Regions from separate parts of the Mus musculus genome. Here region 2 is linked to region 1. The links are chromatin contacts, called in public Hi-C maps. All regions are on one chromosome and are shown on one strand. Each heading gives the region's core, a stretch centred on a gene start, on an enhancer-like site or on the middle of the called end of the contact. The rest is flanking DNA. Distances are from core to core; before and after follow the strand shown.

Evidence for each region. A called contact is a pair of places that touch in the nucleus more often than the background predicts.
Region 2: a Hi-C map of cerebral cortex shows a contact between it and region 1, with 4 times the contacts expected there. The contact joins two enhancer-like sites. A contact is called at or near these places in 1 of 39 promoter capture datasets (hippocampal neurons), 1 of 15 datasets of contacts at CTCF or cohesin (CD8 T cells), 6 of 484 Hi-C or Micro-C datasets (the HL-1 cell line, cerebellar granule neurons, cerebral cortex and 2 more), 3 of 115 datasets of contacts at active chromatin or transcription factors (all in embryonic stem cells) and 1 of 9 other capture datasets (embryonic stem cells).

What each region holds. Positions count from the first base shown.
Region 1 is chr2:29,465,908-29,470,478 of GRCm38.p6, reverse strand. The region is part of intron 3 of Med27 (mediator complex subunit 27); the gene reads right to left. Among named protein-coding and RNA genes, the nearest start is that of Mir133c, 7.1 kb to the left of the region's middle. Within about 2 kb of position 1,673, at least 29 of the 459 cell types and tissues checked have an H3K27ac peak or open chromatin away from gene starts, as enhancers often do. A contact at or near this core is called in cerebral cortex, where this site is marked.
Region 2 is chr2:29,562,204-29,566,855 of GRCm38.p6, reverse strand. No RefSeq gene overlaps it. Among named protein-coding and RNA genes, the nearest start is that of Gm30761, 18 kb to the right of the region's middle. Within about 2 kb of position 2,680, at least 30 of the 459 cell types and tissues checked have an H3K27ac peak or open chromatin away from gene starts, as enhancers often do. A contact at or near this core is called in cerebral cortex, where this site is marked.

The DNA of each region.
Region 1 (4,571 bases), core at 424-2,923:
TACATCAGGGACATGTTAAGGTATAGTTTCTGGGGGAAAGCAGAGATGGGCTCCTTGATCACGTGATATGAAATTCCAGTTGGAAACCTGAGGCTCATGAGAGGGAGTGCAGAAGAAGGCTATCTGGTAAAAAGTGCCAAGGAAGTCAGAAGGCGGTTCTCAGGACTGTCCTGTTGGGTTGGTTTTCATGTTGGAGGAGGGCAGGAGAGGCTGCAAAGGCCTGATAACAAACAAGGGCAGTGGGCAGGTGGGCATGAAAAGAGGTGGTGCTGGCTGGGGTGCTCCTGTGGAAGGTGGTGTCAGGGATTCTGGTGGACTACAAGTAGCCCACAGATTCCACAGGGCCACAGCAGCAGCCAGCTTCCCTTCTCAAGAGGACTTCGACCATCATGTGAGTCTTGCTATTAAGAGCTGAAGTTGCTCCAAGCATTTCTTCAAGGCCCCACCCTACTAAGAAGTAACAGCTTCACAAGTGTCATTCCTAGGTGACAGGGAAACAGTCAGGGGATCTTTGGTGATTCCCTGACTCACAGCCTCATGGCATCTAAGCATAACTTAATTGCAGAGGTGACTGGAAGAGAGGGAGGCGCAAGCATGGTACTGTCCAGTGTCTACTGAACCAACAGAAGTTGCATGACAAAACCATGCCAACTCAGGGGCTGGCGATGCTCATGCTCACCTTCAGATACTTCCCCAATCTATATGTGTGCTTTCAACCCATTTCTTCAGACTCAGCAGAAGCAAACAGCTTCTGTCCAGTGTGAATGGAGGTCACTGCTAAGTATATGCTAATGTGAGGGGCAGGCAGTGTCTTGTGCATAGTCTTTAATCAATAGCCATCATAGCTCTGGAAGGGAGCTGGATGAATATGCACAAGTTCAGCACAAAGACCATCATAACCTGATGTCTTGTATCCTTCACCTTGAAACCTTCAGCATACCACCTGGAAAATCAGGCTCCTTAGCAGGCTGGAAGACCCGAACAGTGGGGTTATCCTGGGCCACATACAAACTTGGAGGCAACCTCACTCTACTTTCCTAGAATTCCAAGCCAGCCACCTGGTCCAGATTTTGTTCATTGCATCCAGAGTTGCAGTGGGCATCCCTGGTCATTTAGGGACTCTTACTTGGAAGGGAAGGTTGTGGCAGAGAAAAGATAGTTCCTAAGAAAGGTAGCTGCCACAGGCACAGCACAGTTAAGAAGCCCAGGGTGGGTGGGTTTTCAGTGGTTTCCTCCCTGCCCACCCACCTGCCTGTGATCTTAGATAAGGCTCAGCAAGCTCATTTGAAAATTCCATTGAGCAGAAATGAATTTTAAGGAGGCTGTTTTTCTTCTTAGGCCTAACATAAAGGAGATACAGATTCCTTTGTTACAGGTGACATTATGCATTTGCCAAAAAGAGACCAAAGAAAGTCAGCTGCACCTTTAGCTGAGGAAAACAGCGTCTAGATTTTAGATGCAGAAATCAAAACATTTCATTTTTAAATAGACCCAGCCTTAGAGATACAAATGAGCCACTAGTAACTTGACAGAAACCAGGGAGGCTTGCCACACCAGATTAAAAGTCTGGAGACAAAAATGGCTTTCTTTCTGCAGAGAGTGGGGGCTGGTATGTGTGGGGTGGTCTTTGGCAATGCTTCTAGAATGCTGCCTCCCAAGACAGCGGGTGCTGCTCGTGTCTGTACTGTGCTCGCAGAGTACGCCAGCACCACGCTTACAGAGCCGGGCTAAGGACAGGTAGGAACGACTTGCTCTCCTCCCACACTACCACCATATGTCACACTCCACTAGTGGCAGAATCAAATTACTTTAATTTTTACCTTTAGAGTGGAGGCAAACAAGCAGCACACCGCAGCGGTGACGAGTTTACACTTGAGCAGACGCGGCCTGTGCGGCCCGCACGGAAAGACATTAATTTGGAGCCAAATTGAGCAGTGAGTCACAATTTGCACATATCTGTCAACCTGCTAACAGGGTAATAACTTGGAAGGCTTGCTGTTCCTATTTACATTACAGGAGCCTTTCAAACATGGAGAAGAGGCTGGGTTTCCTTTACTCCAACACAGCTACAAGGCCTAGGAACACAAACTTCTAGAAACCACAGGTTCAGATCAAGGTGTGAGTATTTTCAGGCAGAAAGTTAACATTTAAGTTTGTTTCTCTGCCCCATCCTTAATGAAGACCAGGCACTCAGTGGTTTAGGAGATGAGCTTGTGCAGAGAAAAGCAGGCACTCTTCTCTCCCCAGGTTTCCAATGGCTTCCGAGGATGGGACTGCAGAGTGACTCTGGCAGCAGAAACCACCCTCCCTACCTGCACTCCTAGACATAACACACACCTGGGCCCTAAGCTTTGCTTTGCTTTGCTTTGCTTTGCTTTGCTTTGCTTTGCTTTGCTTTGCTTTGCTTTGCTTTGCTTCCTTCCTTCCTTCCTTCCTTCCTTCCTTCCTCTCTCTCTCTCTCTCTCTCTCTCTCTTCTTTCCTTCCTTCCTTTCTTTCTTTCTTCCTTGCTTTCTTTCTTAAAAAGATTTATTTGTTATTATACATAAGTACACTGTAGCTGACTTCAGACACTCCATAAGAGGGCATCAGATCTCATTACAGATGGTTGTGAGCCACCATGTGGTTGCTGGGATTTGAACTCAGGACCTTCAGAAGAGCAGTCAGTGCTCTTAACCACTGAGCCAACTCTCCAGGATTCTTGTTTCTTTAAATGGCCTTCACAGGAGTACTGAAGACCACTAGCACCCCATAAGTTGCCCTGCCTAGTGACCCACTGACAGCATCTCCAAGAGGTGGTCTGCAGGTAATTTCTGCAGGCTGGCCAGTGTCTCCATGTAGCCATATCATATCAGATTGGCAGAACGCTACTCAGCTACTTCTCCCAAAGTCAAACAAAGGCTTTTGTAAATATGGACAGTTGCTGAGTTTTCCTAAGCTCTTCACTGACGATTTTTAGTCTCCTTAGGTCCCAGATCCCTAGGAGAAGGTACTGAAAACTATATGACATTTCACATGCAACTTTCTGCACTTTATAGCTCTTAAGAGTCTATTTGTGAACCCTGCCTGATTTAAGTATCCTTGTCTAGACCCTTCCAAAATTAAGGTCTCTGGTTTTCTTTGTAGAGTATGCATTCTGCCTGCCTGCCTGCCTGTATGTATGTATGTATGTATGTATGTATGTAACACTGTATCACACAGTCCTGAAGTAATCACAACTATAATAGTTGTGTGGATCTTAAAGTCATACTTCTGTAATGGAGCTGTTATGTGAGCTTATTACTTAACTGACAAATTAAAAACTGCACCTCTTTTTCCCTGTGAGTGTGCTCTGAAACACACACACACATTATGGGATGGCTATTATCAAACTAATGACCACGTGCTTTTCCTCACATACCACCTTTTCTGTCAGCGGTTTTCAAGACTGTGATAACCTATCATTAACTCTAGCCATTTATGCTCTAATGGATCTTTTGAGCTTATTGCTAACAATCGTGCTCTCCAGGTAACATCCCCATTCGCTCTCCCATCCAAGCCCTTGGTAACCACTGTTGTACAGTCTTCCCCTAGGAATTCGACTCTTTCAGATTTGACACATGAATGACAGACACCCTGGACTATTTAATCTGTCTGTGACTGGCTTATTTCATTTAACACACGACTTTCATGTTCCTTCATACTGATGGGGTTTCCTTCTTGTCAAAGTCCCAATTGTGCCCACACCATGTTTTCTTTATCTGTTAGTAAGTTGATGGGCACATGTGATGATCTTGACTACTGTGACTAAAACTGCAGGAACATGGGAGTGCAGATGCTTCCTCTTACTGCCTGTGCGCAGACTGAGAGGTGGGACTGCTAAGTCACATGGTGCTTCTGCTTTAGCCTTCTGAGGACCTTCCCTGCTATTCCCTGGCATTGCACTCACATCCGGTCCCCATCAGTGTGTGAGCGTCCCTTCCTCCCACGTCCTCTCAGCACTCAGCTCTTGTAACAACTCCTCTCTCCACACCAGGCTGTGATCTGACAAGAGGTGCCAGCTTTGCAGGGCAAAGCCACACAACCCATGCCTTCTAGGGGTCTTTGCTTGTCTAGGAAAAGCCTCCTCTGTTTTCAGAACCACTCCTGAGACAGGGCTCAGAAAGGACTCAAGTCTCAAGTCCTCAGAGGCCAAGGCGAGCCTCCAACGCAGCTATCGCTCCCTCCCTTCCAGCCTCAGCTGCCACCCCCTTCCTTACACTGAGCAATCTTCCTGAAGCACTCTTTGCCCAGCCAGGCCCACCACAAATCCCTGGTTATTCTTCCGTAGGCTAACTTCCTCAGGAAAGCCTTCCCTGGCCCTGTCCTGTTCACATCTCTCCATCAGTACATCCTACCCCACACAGCACTTTCAAATTCTGTCACCTCTGCACATTTCTAACTACACAATTTGTGAGTGATTATTTCTTTAAAGTCCTACTTCCCTGCAGTGTTCTGGAGGGTCATGTGACTGCTCTCTTCCTTGTACTACCCAGCGCCTTGCCACAGTGCCTGGTGCTCCTTGAATACTCATTGAATGGGTAGACAGTACATT
Region 2 (4,652 bases), core at 1,431-3,930, 95 kb before region 1:
AAGGTCCCTCCCCTTGTATAATCAGTAAGGCCTGCTGAGGAGAGGAGACTCCCTGCTTTATTGAGTCATGCCTGCCTGTCATGAAGAGAGCTCCAAGGTCCCAGTTCTTCCCAGCTGTCCTCCATGCTGGGGTGGGTTGATACAGGTGCCTTTGACTCATTTCTGCTCTCTAAGAAACCTCAAGAATCTCACTGGTTATCAAGTCAGACATTAAGTCTACCCTGGGACCACTGGGGTAATGGTGTTCACTTCTCCCTAGGAGTAGTGTCACGCAGCACTCCTACCCTGAGATGCTGGCAGATTTGTATCCCAGTGTAACCAGTCTTCCGTTTTGTCATCTGTAATACAGTCATTAGCTCACAGGCTGTGAGGGAGCATTCAGATTAAAACTTGCATACAGTAGGTGCTAAAGAGATAACCACAGCTGGTCCTTGTTTACCCTGTGCCCTCAGCTTAGAGGAATCCAAGGCCCTGGCACTGCAAGGGTGGCGACCTCGGGTGGCCTTGTCCCGAGGTCAGAAGTGAGACCTGCAGAGGTTCCCAGGAGCCACTGAGATCGGGCATCCTGTTTGGCTGCTCCAGGCAGGGAGAGAGTAGGAGGGAGGGGTTGGGGAGGAAGGAAGTCTGGCTTCTCTCTGTGCAGACATGCCCTGGGGTTTCCAAAGAATTCATTAGCTGTTGCAGCTTTGAGAGTTGATTAGAAAGATGATACCCCCCACCCCCGCCCCACACCTTTTTTTCTTTTCTCTTTTCCGTTGGTTCTTTCAGTCTGCAGCCAGTGGTCCTTGGGGACCTTGGGGACAGCCAGTCAAGGCAAGCGAGGCTGTACCTAAGGGACTGAGACCATGGGTCCCCTGTACTCCCTCCCTCCCTTCTCCTCAACTGCCTTTCCTCCTCCTTTCTCTCCCTCCCTTTCCTTTTCTCTATTCCTCTCCCCTTTGCACCCCACTCTTGCTCACCCTCCCCCTAGGCCAGGGTTGGACACACCTGCTGTGCACAGTGGTTGCCTGATTAAGGGCGGATTGATTGGCCTCAGCTCTCATTAGCATATAGTTAGCAGTGACCCTCTGCCTGGCCTGCTGCCTGGGCTGACCTGAATGGATCCGCTGCTGGTGGGAAGATGGGAGCTTACATCAGGCGCTCCGCTTGGGGACACCAGGGGCTTCCTCGGGGAGAGGCCGGTGGACAGAGGAGCAGGCCTGCAGGCGGCCAAAAAAACGCTCCGGGAGAAGGGGAACTCGGATGCAATGCTTTCTGGGAACTTGACCAATGAGGGATCAGAGAGCCATCCTTGCTCTCCCCCCACCCAGCAGGGGTGGGAGCCCCTCCCCTTCTGATTCTTTATTCTGCAGCAGGTGTAGTTCGGGGCTCAGGGCTTATTTGATGTTTGGACCCTGCTTGGCCTCTGTAGCATGAACAAAAATGGAGATGGGGATATATGGTCCCTCGGTCTCTGAAGAAAAACAGTCTAAAGCTTTCAAGTGCGTAAAGTGGCCGTAGGGGACAGTGACCATAAAGGGCACAGGCTATGAAGTCCTGAGGGCAGGGTGGGATCCTCTGAGTAGGTGGAAGCCTTCCTCCTGTTCCCTGTGCACAATGTATGGCCAGGCTGACCTTCAACCTATGGTGGTGGTGGTGGTGTATGTATGCTCAGTTTCTTTGTAGTTAGCTTTCAAAGATGTGTTTTTAAATTATATGCATGTGTGTGTGTGCACATGACTCCAGGTATCCTGGAAGGTCTCTGCAATTGGAGTTACAGGCAGTTGTCAGGCACTGGGGCCTGAACCTGAGTCTTTGACGAGAGGAGTCTGCATGCTCTTAACTGCAGAGCCAACTCTCTAGCACACAGGCACATTCTTTTGCAAACATGTAAAAAAAGGGCAGTTGTCAGCCCCATGGGTGCAGGGACCTCTTCTGCTGGTCTGTCCCAGCATCACCAAGGGCACCTGTGCATCACCCGTGCAGTGCTGGGGATGTGGGTGCTGAGCAGGTGTTGGCCAAGTTAGAGATCATTCCAGGTGATCTAGGGCTCTGTCTCTTTGGGAACCCTGACAGAACATCTGGCTCTTTTCTGTGGCTTTGGCCTAAGCTTTTAGAAGATAACATGTGTGTGTGTGTGTGTGTGTCGGTGTGTGTGTGTCGGTGTGTGTGTGTGTGTGTGTGTGTGTGTAGTCAAGTTCAGGTAACCCTCTGGCAGGTTATGGGAGAAATAGGGTAGGGAAGACAGACAACCTGGCAAGTGGTTCTTGGTCAACAAGGAATAGACTGCCCTGATGAACAGTTGGCCAGATTCCACATCCCAAGCTACTATGGTCCGGGGTCCCTAGGATGTGGAGCCTCCTGGGTCACACCACTTCAAGCTCAGACCCAGGTAGGACTTCAAAGATGGCGCTGGGAGAGCTGCTGGCTTGGTCTAGCCTGTGAGTAAACAAACAGGAACCCCTTGAGTCCCCTGCAAGCCCGGACCTCAGGAACAAGGCAGGCCTGTGGGAACTCAGCTTCCATACCTGGGCTTGTGGATCCTCTGGCAAAGTTAGTGCCAGTCAAGGAGGTGAGGCAGTCCCAGCTGGCTGGGCCCGAAGGCTTCCGGTGAAGTTGCAGCCCTTTGAGACACTGACTAATAAGCTCTTCGCTTTCTGAGCTGAGTGACTCAGTCACTTCATATAGGATCCCATCTGTCAGTTCTCTCAGAGCCAGTCGGTTTCTAGGCCTCTGGCCAATTAAAAAAACCCGACTAGCTTTGTGTGACTCTGCCGAACAGCTAGTCCTGGTGAGCGTTGTTTGCCTCTGTGGAAGGAGGCCTCTTGGCTGCCCTTGTAGATCCTGCCTTGGAGAGAATTTCAAGTTGTGTGGACAGAAAGGACCAGGAGGCAGCAAGCTGCAAGGAGACACGCCCCCGATACATAGCTGAGCACGCCTCATGAGTAGAAGGCTGTACAGGACAGGAAGTGGAGATCTCATTCACCCTTTGCGTCGATTTGAGTTTTGGTACTCGACACCCTGGAGAGACCTTGGACTTTAGGCTTGATGTAACTGGGTGTGGGGGCAGGGAGTATGGACAGCCTAGGTCGTCCCCAGGACTGGTCACACACTGGATTCTCAGTCTCCTTTGTGCCCCTCAGCCAGTTAGCCTTGCTAATGTCCAGGGGTTGCTTGGGGCCCGAACAAGCTGCTGAGGCCAAGGGGTGGAAGCTGGGGCACCATTGCTTCTGGTGACAGAGACAATGTATATTTCCTGTGGGTAGCCACCCTAAGGCTGATTTGAGCTGAGTTAGAAAACCCCTTTAAGTGTAGGGAGAACTGTCCATGTGGGTGCCTAGGGCAGAGCTACTCAAGAGGTGAGTGCTGGGTTGTAGTTTTTATAGTAAAAGCCTTGGCTCCAGGGGCTTCAGCAGCTTGGTTTGGCCACCATCCTGATACATCCAGCGTGCTAGCTAAAGAGGCCTGTGGTGGTGAAAGCAGGGAGAAGCTGTCCCCCAGAGTGTGCACACTGCAAAATGTTCACTAGTGTGTGCACACTGCAAAGTGCAGATGAAGGGTCTCAGGTCCATCTTCAGGGAACTGATGTGAGGATTCAAACTTTAGATTCAAGTAGAATTGGGAGAGGTACCCCTTCCCCCCACTGCACCCGGGGGAGGGGCGCAAGAGGTGTGCTGACTCAGCCATTCAGAGCACACACACTGCTCTTGCAGAGGACTCAAGTTCAGTTCCCAGTTCCAGGGCATCTGGCGTCCTCTCTTGATTTCAACACACACTTGTGCTCACACAGACACATAAATGAAAATCAGAAAATAAATATATATATATATTTTAAATGTGCCTGCCTCAGGTCTATAGGGTACTCTGAGAAAGTCCTTATTGCCCGAGGGGACAAGCTGGAGCTCTGGAGGTGGACATCCCTGTTGCAAGGTGTGTCCTCTTCCTTTCGAACAATCACTGTCAGCTGGTGCTGGTCTGTCTGTCCTATGAGGCTCTGCTAGTTCTGGAATCTAAGGTGACATGTGGACAATGGCTAGGATGTTACAGGGCCTGGAACAGAACATTGGAAGCTGATAAGGCTTCCTTCCACTCTTACCTTCGTAATTTTGGCTTTGAAGGAGACTGAGAAGGTCATGGTCCTCCTGGTTCTAGACAAGAGTGAGTGACACACAGGCTGTAGGCATGTGACCATAGTAAAGCAGACAAATACGGAGCAGAGGCACAGACAGACTCATCCTGCCTTTATTTACCAGGGTCTACGTAAGGAGACCATGAGCAAAATATCTAAAGGGAATGCCAGTTAGAGGTGCCTTGGGACTGCACAGATCAAAGCTGTCCACAAAGGAAGTGGGGACTGAACCTGTACCCCAGAACCCATAGCAGAACAGCTGTCAACCTGGGCCTCTTCTTTCAAAATTTTATTTTCATCATTGATTTGTATGTATGTATGTATGTATGTGTGTGTGTGTGTGTGTGTGTGTGTGTGTGTGAATGTCTATGAATGTGTGTGCATATGTGGGGGTATGTGTGTGGAGGTCAGAGGACAACTTGTGGTAGTCACTTCTCTCCTTCCACCATGTGGGGCTGGGGATTGAACTCAGGTCATCCATCTCAGTAGTATTTGTCTTTACCAGCTAAGTCACCTCTGTGCCCACCCACACCTCTATAGATCC